Regions from separate parts of the Mus musculus genome. Here all the other regions are linked to region 1. Evidence: chromatin contacts called from public Hi-C data. All regions are on one chromosome and are shown on one strand. The core of a region is the stretch at or near the end of the contact, and the rest is flanking DNA. Distances in the headings are between cores, read along the strand shown. Region 1 holds the start of Esr1 (estrogen receptor 1 (alpha)). Region 2 overlaps Syne1 (spectrin repeat containing, nuclear envelope 1). Region 3 overlaps Syne1 (spectrin repeat containing, nuclear envelope 1). Region 4 overlaps Syne1 (spectrin repeat containing, nuclear envelope 1).

Region 1 (3,052 bases), core at 322-2,821:
ATTCCTGGAAATGCCTATCTTGAGATAGCTCAGGCTAACTGGAATTGTAAACTTCTCCACGGCCAAAGTCCCCTGAGATGATACCTGCCTTCTCATACCCTTCCTATGCAGATCTCCAGATGTCCAGATCTCTCTCTCTCTCTCTCTCACACACATATACACACACACCAACTTTCCTTGACTCATTTTCTTTCTTTTCTACCATCTCTCCTTCTTTTGTTACACAGTTTAGTTGGACTGGCTTGATGAGTGTGACATCATTGTTGACCTACAGGAGGGGCCCCTGTCATCAGGAGTCAACACTATTACCAACAAAGGGTTAGCAATCTTTTTTCCCCCAATATTTATTTATTTGTTTGTTCATCTATACAGTGCTAGATCTCAAACCCATGACTCCCCATATGCTAGGCAAATGCTTCATTACTCACACCGCAACTTCTCGATACTTATTTATATATTAGATATTTATGGTCATTGCTGATTGTTGAGGGAACTTGTCTAAGTCCCGATATAATGACCTTGAGTCTTTCCAAGCACAAAAACGTATAGTTGCAGCATGATATCATTAGTATTTTCTTTCTATTTCTTTCTTTGTACTGGCCCAAGTGCCACTCATATATCTCTTGGTAACTGCCTAGGGTCCTAGGGCTGGAGACCGGCCACTCCTGGCGTTGTGATTAGAGTCACTTAATACCTAAAGTAGTTACTAAACAACAAAGGCTCCTTTAGGCCTCCTGTGTCCTGGGACCCAGGGTGAGGACACAGTCAGAGTACCTTGTTAATCTGTGTTGTACTGTGGTGGAGAGAAGCACTGAGAACCAGGTGTATCCATGGGACAGCACTGGAGGTACAAGATCTCTGTCTGCAACCAATGCTGGTAACTACAGCTGTGAACGTGTAATCGCTTTAACGCAAAGCTATTTTATGGTTCCAACTTTACGATTAAAATAATGCCTCTTCTGGGATGTGTTTACAGACAGTAGTCAGTAGGCTATTGGTAGAGAGGCTGGTAGGTTTGACTAATGAAGTGAGGGAGTCTTGCATTTCAGTTGGAAACATATCCCTGGAATGCCAAAAATATTTATTGCGAAGTCTGACTTTTGTATGTTATTGGTAGCATTGTCACTGAGCATCTTATTCAGGGGAACAGTAGGGCTAGAGGGCTTGACTCATATGTATCCCAGAAGGCTTTTCTTGTTAAATGACATCGTTTAGGAAGAAGATATCCTGGCATAGTTTATAAACTTGATCTCTGCACACTTTGACTGGCATTCTAGTTTATCTGTGAGCCTGTGGTTCACAGCCATCTCAGTTTCCCTCTCCATAGAAAGCACCGGGACATTTCTGGCTCTACAGGTAGGGAGCAAAGGGGGCTGGAGTTTCTTCTAGGAATGCTGATTCTAGCGGGGCTACTGCTGTCCCTCAGCAGACAGCAAGGCTCCCGGACTCCCGCTGCCATTCATCCAGCTCGTGCAGGAGCCCAGCTGCCTTGTCTGCCGGGAGGGGCTGCCAAGTGCCCTGCCTACTGGCTGCTTCCCGAGAGTCCCTGCCACTCCACATACAAACACATCCACACACGCTCTGCCTTGATCACACACCGCGCCACTCGATCATTCGAGCACATTCCTTCCTTCCGTCTTACTGTCTCAGCCCTTGACTTCTACAAACCCATGGAACATTTCTGGAAAGACGCTCTTGAACCAGCAGGGTAGGATCGGCTTTTGATTTCTCTCTCTCTTTCTCTCTCTGTAGCTTGAGCGATTTGAGAAAGCAACTTACCTTTCTGCTTAGTGTCTGTCTCCTAGCTGGAGAAGGAAGCTGTGCTGTTTTTCTATGGGGGGAAATCTGTGCGGCTTTTTTTTTTTTTTTTCCCGCTTTCCGGACTTGTAGGATTCTCTGTGCCATTTATATATAATTTGGCAGGCTCAGATTTTTAAAGAGTCTCATCTGAAGTGCTTGCTTTTGCATGTGTTTTTTAAAAGGCATTTGAAAATTGAAAGTGTGATTTATGGGAACTAAATCATCTACGAAAAAATTGCTCTAGAAAGTCATGGTTGCTGGCCATAAAGAGAAATATCTGCGATTCACCTAATGTATTTTTAACCCTTCCTTTGCTGTCAATGATACTTATGGGTGCTAAAACTCATCTTTGTCTTTAGATTTAAGCCAGCTTAGCTGTGGTTTATCCAAAATTATCTGTTTTTCTAAGAATTAGATAAATAGTGTGCTTAGTAGAAAATATTTTTAAAGTGTTACTATTAGTAACAGCAACCTTGACATTTGCATGTGTCAGGTACTTCTCCTGGGTATATGGGCTAGCAATTCAAGTCATATGCTAATGGTTATTTTAGGGGATATTAGGTTGGGGCATATGCAGTTTATTAAGAAAGTACAAACTATCCAAGCTGCAATTTTTTTCTAAATTTGCAATAACAGGTGTGTGTGAGCTCAATCAGAATTTAATTCAATACTGAATAAAAAACTTATTTTAACTTCTCTGTCATTCGAGTATTAGATTCCTGTGTACCCTATGCCAAGGGAACCCAGAAGGTCCATTTGTAGAATTCAAGAGCTGAAAGGTAGGAGAGCCTTTCAAAAGTTTCTGGTTAGACAGACAAGGTTACCGGATCGCCAGAGCTTTAGTCAAGGACCTCAGGTGATATTTTATGGGAAAATGTCTTAGTCCTTGCATGGTTTTCCCAATTTTTGGTTGCATAACCTGTGGAAGGTAGGGACACCCAAGTGTGCCTAACCGAAGGTTTTTCTGAATCATATCCACATGAGAATTTCTAAAGGAAGCAAATTTGGCACCGGGGTCCAACAAAAACAGAAAAGCTAGGCTGGGCAAAATTGCCATGGCTGTGCTTTCTTGGGGAGCGTTTTAAAAAAATTATTATTTTTATTTTTTTGTCAGAAGAGGAAGCTGAAGGCTGGCAGTTTTCTCTTGACTCCAAGTGCAGCTCTTCCTATACATAGTCCATCTCCACTCGTCTGGCCCTAGATGCCTCCTATCTGTGTCCACTGGTGCTAAATATAGCTGTCGGTGGCTGGC
Region 2 (3,052 bases), core at 399-2,898, 430 kb after region 1:
GATCTTTTTGCATTTTGCATTTTCTTTGATTGTTGTGTTCATGTTCCCCATGGAATCTTCTGCACTTCTCTCTTCCATATCTTGTATTCTGTTGCTGATGCTCACATCTATGGTTCCAGATTTCTTTCCTAGGGTTTCTATCTCCAGAGTTGTCTCCCTTTGGGTTTTCTTCATCGTTTCTACTTCCATTTTTAGATCTTGGATTTTTTTTTTCAATTCCATTGCATGTTTGGTTGTGTTTTCCTGTAATTCTTTAAGGGCTTTTTGTGTTTCTTCTACCTGTTTAGCAGTGTTTGCCTGTAGTTCCTTAAGGACTTCTATCTGTTTAGCAGTGTTCTCCTGTAATTCCCTGAGGGATATTTGTGTTTCCTCTTTAACAGCTTTTACTGGTTTAGCAGTATTCTCCTCTAATTCCTTGAGGAATTTTTGTGCTTCCTCTTTAAAGGCTTCTACCTGTTTAGCAGTGTTCTCCTGTATTTCTTTAAGTGGGTTATTAATACCCTTCTTAAGATCTTCTACCACCATCATGAGATATGATTTTAAATCCGAATCTTGCTTTTCGGGTGTGTTGGGGTATTCAGGACTCGTTGTGGTGGGCGTACTGGGTTCTAATGATGCCCAGTGTTCTTGGTTTCTGTTAGTAAAATTCTTACGTTTGCCTTTTACCATCTGGAAATCTCTGGTCTTAATGTTCAAGCTGTCTCTGGTTAGAGCTTGATCCTCCTTTGATTCTTTTAGCCTCTGTCAGCACTCCTGAGAATCCAACTGTCTCCTGAGTTCCAGTGGTCAGAGCACTCTCTGTAGGCAAGCTCTCCTCTTCCAGGGCAAGTGTCCAGCAGTCTGGAGCTCTGATCCACCTCCTGAGTTCTGGGGTGAGAACTCTTCTTGTAGGCCAACTCTCCTCTGGCAGTGAATGTGTCCAGGGGTCTAGGTTTCAGGTCTGCCTCCTGGCTGAGGATGAAGGCCTGATGGAACCCTGAGCATGGAGAGCACTCTGGAGCCCTTAGAGGCCTCCACTGGGATCAGAAGGAAGATGGCAGGGGTGGCCCTGACAGGAATCAGAGTTGAGGTTTTAATTCCTATTATATGACTGTAAGTTTGTCCCCACCAAAGCTGTAGAAGTCTCCCACAAAACATAGACTGGATAGTAAAGGGTAGGTTGATCGTCATCAACAGTACCATAATTGTTTTGTTGTGCCAGGAATCAAGATCAGTGCCCAAGAGCATTAAGCAACCACTCTACCCATGAGGTATACCAGCAGCCTATGATGCTGTTTTGTTGTTTATTTTGAAATAAAACTCATGTATTCACTCCTGCTCAACTTTCTCTTTAGCTGAGGTAAGTCTTGAACTTGAAATTGCTCCTGCTTCAATCTCCCAAGTAGCTGGGATTACAACACAAGCCTGTGACATCAAGTCCATTTTAGAACCATTATTTTAACCAATCATCAGTTGATGAAATGATCGTATGGCTGGGAAAGACCTACTAAGCCAAATGTGCACTGACAGTCAAGCATGCTTTCAACACAAGCTTACCTCCCGCTCTGGCTTTGGCAGCATTTCCATGACCAAAGAGGCCCCTGTGCAGCCCAAGTGGCAGCTGGAGTCTACTCCCTTAAAACTTTTTCCTAACTGAGCATCTTTTCTGTTATTCTATTGCTCCTTGATCCTAGTCTCCCTTCTGGAATAACTCAGAGCGATCTTTTATTGCTATGGTCAGATTTGAGAGAAAACAGCTGTGAACTTTAAAGCAATGTTTTCATAGCCAAATGATAAGGCTTTAATAAATTATACAACTCTTTAGACAGAAAATCTCTGGGTGAAAAATAGCAAAAAAGTATAGTCCCCTTCCCCCAACAATTTGACAATAATAGCCCACCAGAGAGCCACAGAACAGTAGATTGTTAATCATTTAAAACTCAGTGAGACTGTTTTGTTTTTCTTCTGGGAATTCCCATAGCCTGGGAGGCTGAGTTTGTAGCCTGGTAAGCTTTGCATAGTCATTGCTTAAAATGTATTATGATAGGAATGTGTGAGTGTGTGTGTGTTGAATATATATTTATTTATTCACTAAGGAGTAATGAACCTGAGCTCCATTTGGAAGCACACTGATGAAGCAATCTCTGGGTTCCCAAGCCTGATTGCGTGGTAAAAGTTCTGGTCAAGCCCAGGAAAATCTTGGAGGCCAACAGCAACTACAGGAGAATGTGCTTAAGGGCCAGGAGGTCTGAATGACGCAAGTAACAGACACCAAAACAGAGTGGGCAGCCCTGTATTCCCAGCGTGGAGTGAGGAGTCTATGCCAGGACAGTGACGGGGAGAGAGAGCACCTGGGGCAAGATGGCAAGAGGCCCTAACAAATACACAGGGGGAAACTGAGTTAAGAATGTAGCTAACAATAGGGTCAGTTGGTAGAGCTTTTATGTCTCACATGCACCAAGTCCTGGGGTCTATCCTCAGGACCATATAAACTTAGTTGCATGTACCTTTAATTCCAGATCTCAGAAGGTGAAGGCAGGAGGATTCGAAGTTCAAGGTTACCTTTAGCTATATGAGGCTAGCTTGAGCTACATGAGATCCTGTCTTTTAAAAAGAAAAAGAGAGAGAGAGAGAGAGAGAGAGAGAGAGAGAGAATAAAAGCAATCTGAGTCCCACTAAGGAAAGGCTTTGAGTTTTTCCTTGATTAAAGTTCATATATGGTGAGAGTTGGGTTAATATTTATGGAGAACTAATGAGTAAAATTACTGATTATACTTGTTATAAAAATACCCATTACCATTTTTCTTTACTCTAGATGCTAGGGGATTTGAACAAATGTCAATAGACCACTTAGAAGTGTAATTATACAAGTATAGCGCATAAAACCCAGGCATATTTGGTTGAAATACCGAACCCCTCTATGTAAGGGCCTGAGAATGTGCTATTTCAGCTATGCCTTCCTGGTCTCAGCTCACCTTGTGCTTCCCAAGCAGCTGCTGGATTTCTTCTTTGGAGCATACAATGATCTTTTGGTCCCCTGTCATCTTCTCCTGTCCAGTGTCCAGCAGGTCCA
Region 3 (3,052 bases), core at 324-2,823, 410 kb after region 1:
GCTAAAGGGGAAAGCTGCTCTGGAGTAGAGCCCACAGATGGTAGGAGCTGTCAGACATTTCTTTCCCGTGATAGTATCCACTCCCCACAGTCCTTACTCACTTCCCCACTCCATGGCCCTATTCTTTTCCAAAATAGTCCCCTTTCTATGTACACAATGCGTGTGTGAATGTGTGTGTGTAAGTGCATGTATATGTATGTGTATGTGAATGTGTGTAAGTGCATGTATATGTATATGTGAATGTGTGTAAGTACATATATGTGTATATGTGTGTAAATGTGTGTGTGTAAATGCATGTATGTGTGTGTAAATGCATGTATGTGTGTGTAAATGCATGTATGTGTATGTGAATGTGTGTATGTGTAAGTACATGTATGTGTATGTATGTGTACATGTTGTGGATCCATGTGTGTAGGTATGCATGCTTGTGCATCAGCATGTGGTATGTGTGTGTATATAGCCATGTGCATATGAGCATGTGAGCATAAGTGCACGCATGTCTGTCTGTTTGCCCCACAGTGGATAAGTAAGCATTCAGACACCAATGTGTCAGGGATCCACATGACCTTACATAGAGAGGCATAGTGCACATTGTAGCACTTACCGTTCCTATTGGAAGATTCAACACACTCTTGAGTCCATTATCAAATGTCTTTACCTTTTACTGACAGAGACTGAGGCACACAAGGGAAAGTTATAGTATGTTAGGAGGAGGGAGCCGACAATCCAAAGTTTCTGCATGCAGGGCATGCCTACTATGCTCAATAGTGAGACCAGTGTGGCTAAGCAAAAAGACCTTGCAGGGCAGCAGCAGGAAACAGAACCAGAGCGACAGTGGGAAGCCTGGCCAGCACGCAGCTCTTATTCCATTCTTTATGGAGCAGAAGCAACTGTGGGATTTTCGGCATGGCAACGCCATGATTTGACTTCATTCTGACTGGCTCTTCTGAGATGGGGACTGCTAAGGAGATCATGAAAATCATCCAAGCAGGAAATGAAAGGGGCATAAATCAGGGTGCCTGCAGAGGAGGAGGCTGGATTCTGTCTGTTCTGAGAGTGTATCTGCCAACATTTTCTGATGAGCTTGGTGTAAGTATTAGAGAAAGAAAGAAAGGAAGGAAAAGTGGCTTTGAAGGTTGCCTGTACAAGCAGTTGCGGCATGGCAGAGTTCCCGGTAACTGAGTAGGTTTGTGGGGCGGGAACCGTGCCTTACTTTAGGCAGAGGAGTTTGAAATGCCCTTTGGTCACACACAAAGATATCTCTACTAATCTCATGTATCTCTTTCTGTCTCGGTTTAGAACTCTGGGAGAGGCTAAGTGTGTGGATAGGCTCATTGGAGAACAACTGTACCTCGAAAGTTTGCTCTCACTATGAGGATGGGTGCACTTAAAGAGAGTGATATATATAATACCGCTTACTACAGGAAACACTAGAAATTGAAAGATTAATCAAACAGACTCAACAGTGCCAAGAGGTGATGTAGAGATTTGATAATTATTTACTCAGTGACTTTCGGCAAACATCCACTCCCAGTTTCAGAGAGCTGGGAGTTGAGTGTCAGGAGCAGGCTTACCGTGCGGTCTAAACTGATCCAGGTCTGCCTGAGTTCTTGCAGTGTGCTCATGACACTGCCAGAGACCTCCTCCCTCTTGTTCTGAATCAATGCGAGGCCATTCTGCTCAATTTTCTCTACCTCCTTTTCTTTTGCTTTAATCAAATCTTCCAGTTCCTGAAAGATTAAAAAATATATATAGTTATTTTAAATTGTTCTATTATGGAACTCTAGGGTGCACTGAAATTGAGTCATTATAGTTTCGTGTGCTAAAACCCCATACTAATCCAAAAAGATGACAATTCTCAAGAGAGGGTCTGCACAGTGATGCTTCTCCCTATACTTAAATGTTAAAAAAAAAAAAAAGAGGTCCTTTTATCCATAGTAAATTAGCATACCCTGAAAAATATAAAAACTGGTTATCCCGCAGATAAAGAAATGTCATTATATATCTTTTTCAAAAAGCTGTAAGGAGTGAAATACATATCCAAAATTGCAATATGATTATATCCTTAAACCCAAACGTCATTTTTCCAAAAATCACATGGCCTAGCCTGTGACAGGTGGCACCTGAGAGTCAGACATGGTTTTGCTGCTCTTTGGCTGTGTCACTCTGAGAAAGTGAGAAACTTTTAATAATTGTCAATTTCTTCAAATGGGAAAGATGGAAAAGAATAAGTATTATCTTCTCTTTTTCCAATGCTCTGATTCTATGTGATTCTGAAAGACTACAGGCTTCTTCGTGTCTGAAATTCTCATTTTCTTTAGACGGCACTTTTGTAACTGCGAGAATAAAATGTTCACAAAAGAAAAGTAAGTCGGCCAAAGGCTCAGAGCTCCTCCTGAGACCATACAGTATAGAGGGTCTGGGGCCACAGCTCCACGCTTAAGAACACTGTCTGCTCTTCCAGAAGACTCAAGTTCAACTCTCAGCACCCACATTGTGGTTCACAACAGTCTGTAACTCCTTGTCTGATGCCTCCTCTAGCCTTCATTAATAGCACCAGGCACACACATAGCATACAGATATGCACACAAACAAAACATTCAGACAGTTTTTAAAAGTTTATTTACCCAGCAAGTCCCAGGGATTCTCCTGTCTCTACCTCTCCACTGATGGGATTCTAGACAGCATCACACCCGCCTTTTATGTGGATGCTGGAGATCCAAGCCCAGGCCCTAATGCTTGTATAACAATTTACCAGCTCAATGATTCAAATATGGATAAAAAAATTGTAGTTGAGTAGCTGTTGGTCAAGTGTTTATGTATTATGCTTCTCTTGAAATTGTTATTATTCCCTTTATTTTTATTTCTGCTATGACCCAGCTGTTTTTTTACGATAAGATTTCAAGCATACCATTGGCCTCGAACTCACCACGTAGCCACAGATAACATACCTTTCTGATCCTTCCTGATCTACGTCCTAAACTTTGGGATTACAAACTAGCAGCACAAATTCCAACGTATGAGGTCCTGGGAATCAAACTTGGGGCTTTGT
Region 4 (3,052 bases), core at 289-2,788, 390 kb after region 1:
ATATAAGATACAATTTCCTAAACACATGAAACTCAAGAAAAATGAAGACTGAAGTGTGGACACTAGGCCCCTCCTTAGAAGTGGGAACAAAACACCCATGGAAGGAGTTACAGAAACAAAGTATGGAGCTGAGATGAAAGGATGGACCAGGTAGAGACTGCCATATCCAGGGATCCACCCCATAATCAGCTTCCAAATGCTGACACCATTGCATACACTAGCAAGATTTTACTGAAAGGACCCAGACGTAGCTGTCTCTTGTGAGACTATGCCGGGGCCTAGCAAACACAGAAGTGGATGCTCACAGTCAGCTAATGGATGGATCACAGGGCTCCCAATGGAGGAGCTAGAGAAAGTACCCAAGGAGCTAAAGGGATCTTCAACCCTATAGGTGGAACAACATTATGAACTAACCAGTACCCCTGAGCTCTTGACTCTAGCTGCATATGTATCAAAAGATGGCCTAGTCGGCCATCACTGGAAAGAGAGGCCCATTGGACACGCAGACTTTGTGTGCCCCGGTACAGGGGAACGCCAGGGCCAAAGGGGGGGAGTGGGTGGGTAGGGGAGTGGGGGTGGGTGGGTAAGGGGGACTTTTGGTATAGCATTGGAAATGTAAATGAGCTAAATACCTAATAAAAAATGGAAAAAAAAAAAAAAAAGAATGGCAACTACTGCCGTTCAAGTGTCACTCATGATTTCCTGGCATCCTTTTGACAAATCTTCACAATAGTCATAGAGATGAGTTACAATCACACCCACTCTGAAGAAAAGGAAAACGCTATAGTGGTTTTCAACACAGCCTAATCTGAACTTAGGGCACTTGTTTATTTTGTTTTGTTTTGTTTTTCATTTTTTATGAGCACATATTAATTATATAAGGTCATGAGTTTCCTCATTGTTGATATATTTATAACTGGACTGAAGACAAATTATAGCTAGTGTGGACATGAGAGACAGGTGCTCATTATGGGCAATGTGGATAAATCTCAGTGCCTTCAGGTTCACTGTGCCTATGGTCAACAAAAAGGCCTAAGATGCCTCTTGGAGACTTTCGGCCAATGGCAGCCTGCTTAGATAAACCAAGGCAAATAAAGAGACTCATTCTGGGTTAGCCTTTTCCCCAGCTATAAAATATGAGATATTGATCTTTAAAACCGTCTAGCGTCTACAATTTAAGGAATGGGATCTGCTCTTTGAGTTTCTGGCCGGCTTTCTGTCACATGCTTCAAGGCACTGCATTGGCCATTAATCAGAATGAATCACCTAGACAGCCTTATTAGAGTTTAAATTACTCTGTTAGGGGGTTTTCCTGAAAGATGAAGAGGTGAAAATTGGGAAACTTTTCCAGTTCATGCAAGATAGGACAGAGTCTTAAATAAAACAGAGGAGAAGCACTGGAGGGGGCTGCTCAAGGATCTATAATGATGTGCATCGTGATGAAACAATAGGCAGAAACAGCACAGCTCCTAAGAGGGGATTCTACACTGCACTTACTTTCAACAGAAAAGCCAGCTTTTTCTTCTGCTCCTCCAGATGCATGCTGGCTGCCTTCCACTTCTCTTGGATGTCTGTGAGCTCAGCCTGCAGGGCGGCCTCGGCGCCACTGTCGGCAGAGAGCAGGAGCTGCTTGCCAGCCTCCACTGTCAGGATGTAGCTCCCTTGCTGGCGCAGGAACACCTTCTCTTTGAACTGAAAGGGAACAGATCCTTTTATTTTTTAGTCTTCTCTTTACTGGTTCACCCATTATAATCACATTTAGATAACCTTATGAATTGGCATACATACTTCACATGCTTGTGTCCAGAAAGGACATCTTAAATTAATCAAGTGGAAATGAATGGGAAGTAAAATTTCGACATAATATGAACTCTGCTTGTAAGACAAATGCTCAGAAATCACAGGGTGGCATGGGTGCACACAGTAGGTCTCTCAAAGTGGTCAAAGCTCAATGAGTCTTGAAAGGCATGTAACTGTAATCAGATTAAAATGAGATGAATGTGATCAGAAAAAGGATGTCCTCCTAACCAGGAGCAAGGAGGGATGTGCTGACCTTATAAGATAAAGAGGATTAATTCAGAAAACACAACGGACTTTTCCATGGCTGGAGTATGAAGTGCATGTGGCAGAATGGTGCTGACAGCTTGCAAGGGAGTTTTTGTACATTATTTTATTTTATGCATGTGAATACCTTGTTTTCATGCATCTCTGTACACTGTGTGCATGCAGTGCCTGAAGAGACTACAAAGAGGGTATCAGGTGCCCTGGAACCAATGTTATTGGTGATGGCAGCTGCTGTGTAGGTGCTGGGAATCAAGTGGAATCAAACTCGAGTCCTTCAAAAGAGTGGTCAGTGTTCCTAAGTGCTGACCCCTCTCACAATCACACTTTGTTTTTTCCTTTTCAGACAGTGCATTGGTATGTAACTCATTCTAGTCTTGGACTTGCGATCATCTTGTCTTAACATCCTAAGTACTGGAATTACAGAACTATGCTACCACACCTAGGGATCTGGCTTTCACACCATTAGAGCAGGGGAGTGATGTGTCTGATTATAGCAAAAATATTCACTGGATGGGTAAAAGGTACAATGAAGAAGGCATGCACCGTATATGATGAGACAGGTTAGACTACTGTTTACCAAGGCAGGGACTCCTGATATTCTGGTCGCAGGGATGGGCATTCAAGGTCGACTGAATACAAGAAGTGAGTGGCAATGAGAAAGATAATTGTGGGATAACTCCTGAGATTGTGGATCAATAGATCAGAAAGTGGTTAGAACATTTCTTCTGATTAGGGATCTAAAGTGTGGAGATAGTCTGGTCCAGAGGTCATTGGCTCTATGCACACATATATAAGTCTTAAAGGTGGTTGCACATTTGAATCATAACCTTAGTAACTGAATGTGGACAGAAGATCCCAGTTAGTCCCTTCTCTATTGGGAGTGGGTTGGTTGAGGCCATATGACTTTTCTTGAGGAAACTGGGAGGAAGGAAGAGCCAGATTTGTCCTTTAAAGGAAGAAAGGCTATAAACATATGCAGATAGGCTAA

The links. A called contact is a pair of places that touch in the nucleus more often than the background predicts.
Region 2: a Hi-C map of uterus shows a contact between it and region 1, with 2.6 times the contacts expected there. The contact joins the enhancer-like site here to the promoter of Esr1 in region 1. A contact is called at or near these places in 12 of 484 Hi-C or Micro-C datasets (adipose-derived mesenchymal stem cells, embryonic stem cells, gonadal supporting cells and 3 more), 4 of 115 datasets of contacts at active chromatin or transcription factors (embryonic limb bud, embryonic stem cells, large pre-B cells and 1 more) and 1 of 9 other capture datasets (adipose tissue).
Region 3: a contact with region 1 is called in a Hi-C map of uterus, with 3 times the contacts expected there. The contact joins the enhancer-like site here to the promoter of Esr1 in region 1. A contact is called at or near these places in 1 of 15 datasets of contacts at CTCF or cohesin (the NIH/3T3 cell line), 2 of 484 Hi-C or Micro-C datasets (both in uterus), 3 of 115 datasets of contacts at active chromatin or transcription factors (embryonic limb bud, embryonic stem cells and large pre-B cells) and 1 of 9 other capture datasets (pancreatic islet).
Region 4: a contact with region 1 is called in a Hi-C map of uterus, with 3 times the contacts expected there. The contact joins the enhancer-like site here to the promoter of Esr1 in region 1. A contact is called at or near these places in 1 of 39 promoter capture datasets (embryonic stem cells), 4 of 484 Hi-C or Micro-C datasets (all in uterus), 2 of 115 datasets of contacts at active chromatin or transcription factors (embryonic limb bud and large pre-B cells) and 1 of 9 other capture datasets (pancreatic islet).

The regions. Positions count from the first base shown.
Region 1 is chr10:4,708,587-4,711,638 of GRCm38.p6, forward strand. Esr1 (estrogen receptor 1 (alpha)) reads left to right here and starts at 1,572. Exons shown (of 9, transcript NM_001302531.1): 1 at 1,572-1,708.
Region 2 is chr10:5,137,858-5,140,909 of GRCm38.p6, forward strand. Syne1 (spectrin repeat containing, nuclear envelope 1) reads right to left here. Exons shown (of 146, transcript NM_001347711.1): 106 at 2,955-3,052. Among named protein-coding and RNA genes, the nearest start is that of Gm51757, 190 kb to the right of the region's middle. Within about 2 kb of position 1,649, at least 16 of the 459 cell types and tissues checked have an H3K27ac peak or open chromatin away from gene starts, as enhancers often do. A contact at or near this core is called in adipose tissue and uterus, where this site is marked.
Region 3 is chr10:5,115,393-5,118,444 of GRCm38.p6, forward strand. It overlaps Syne1 (spectrin repeat containing, nuclear envelope 1), which reads right to left. Exons shown (of 146, transcript NM_001347711.1): 115 at 1,575-1,730. Among named protein-coding and RNA genes, the nearest start is that of Gm51757, 210 kb to the right of the region's middle. Within about 2 kb of position 1,574, at least 16 of the 459 cell types and tissues checked have an H3K27ac peak or open chromatin away from gene starts, as enhancers often do. A contact at or near this core is called in uterus, where this site is marked.
Region 4 is chr10:5,095,988-5,099,039 of GRCm38.p6, forward strand. It overlaps Syne1 (spectrin repeat containing, nuclear envelope 1), which reads right to left. Exons shown (of 146, transcript NM_001347711.1): 125 at 1,498-1,692. Among named protein-coding and RNA genes, the nearest start is that of Gm51757, 230 kb to the right of the region's middle. Within about 2 kb of position 1,539, at least 17 of the 459 cell types and tissues checked have an H3K27ac peak or open chromatin away from gene starts, as enhancers often do. A contact at or near this core is called in uterus, where this site is marked.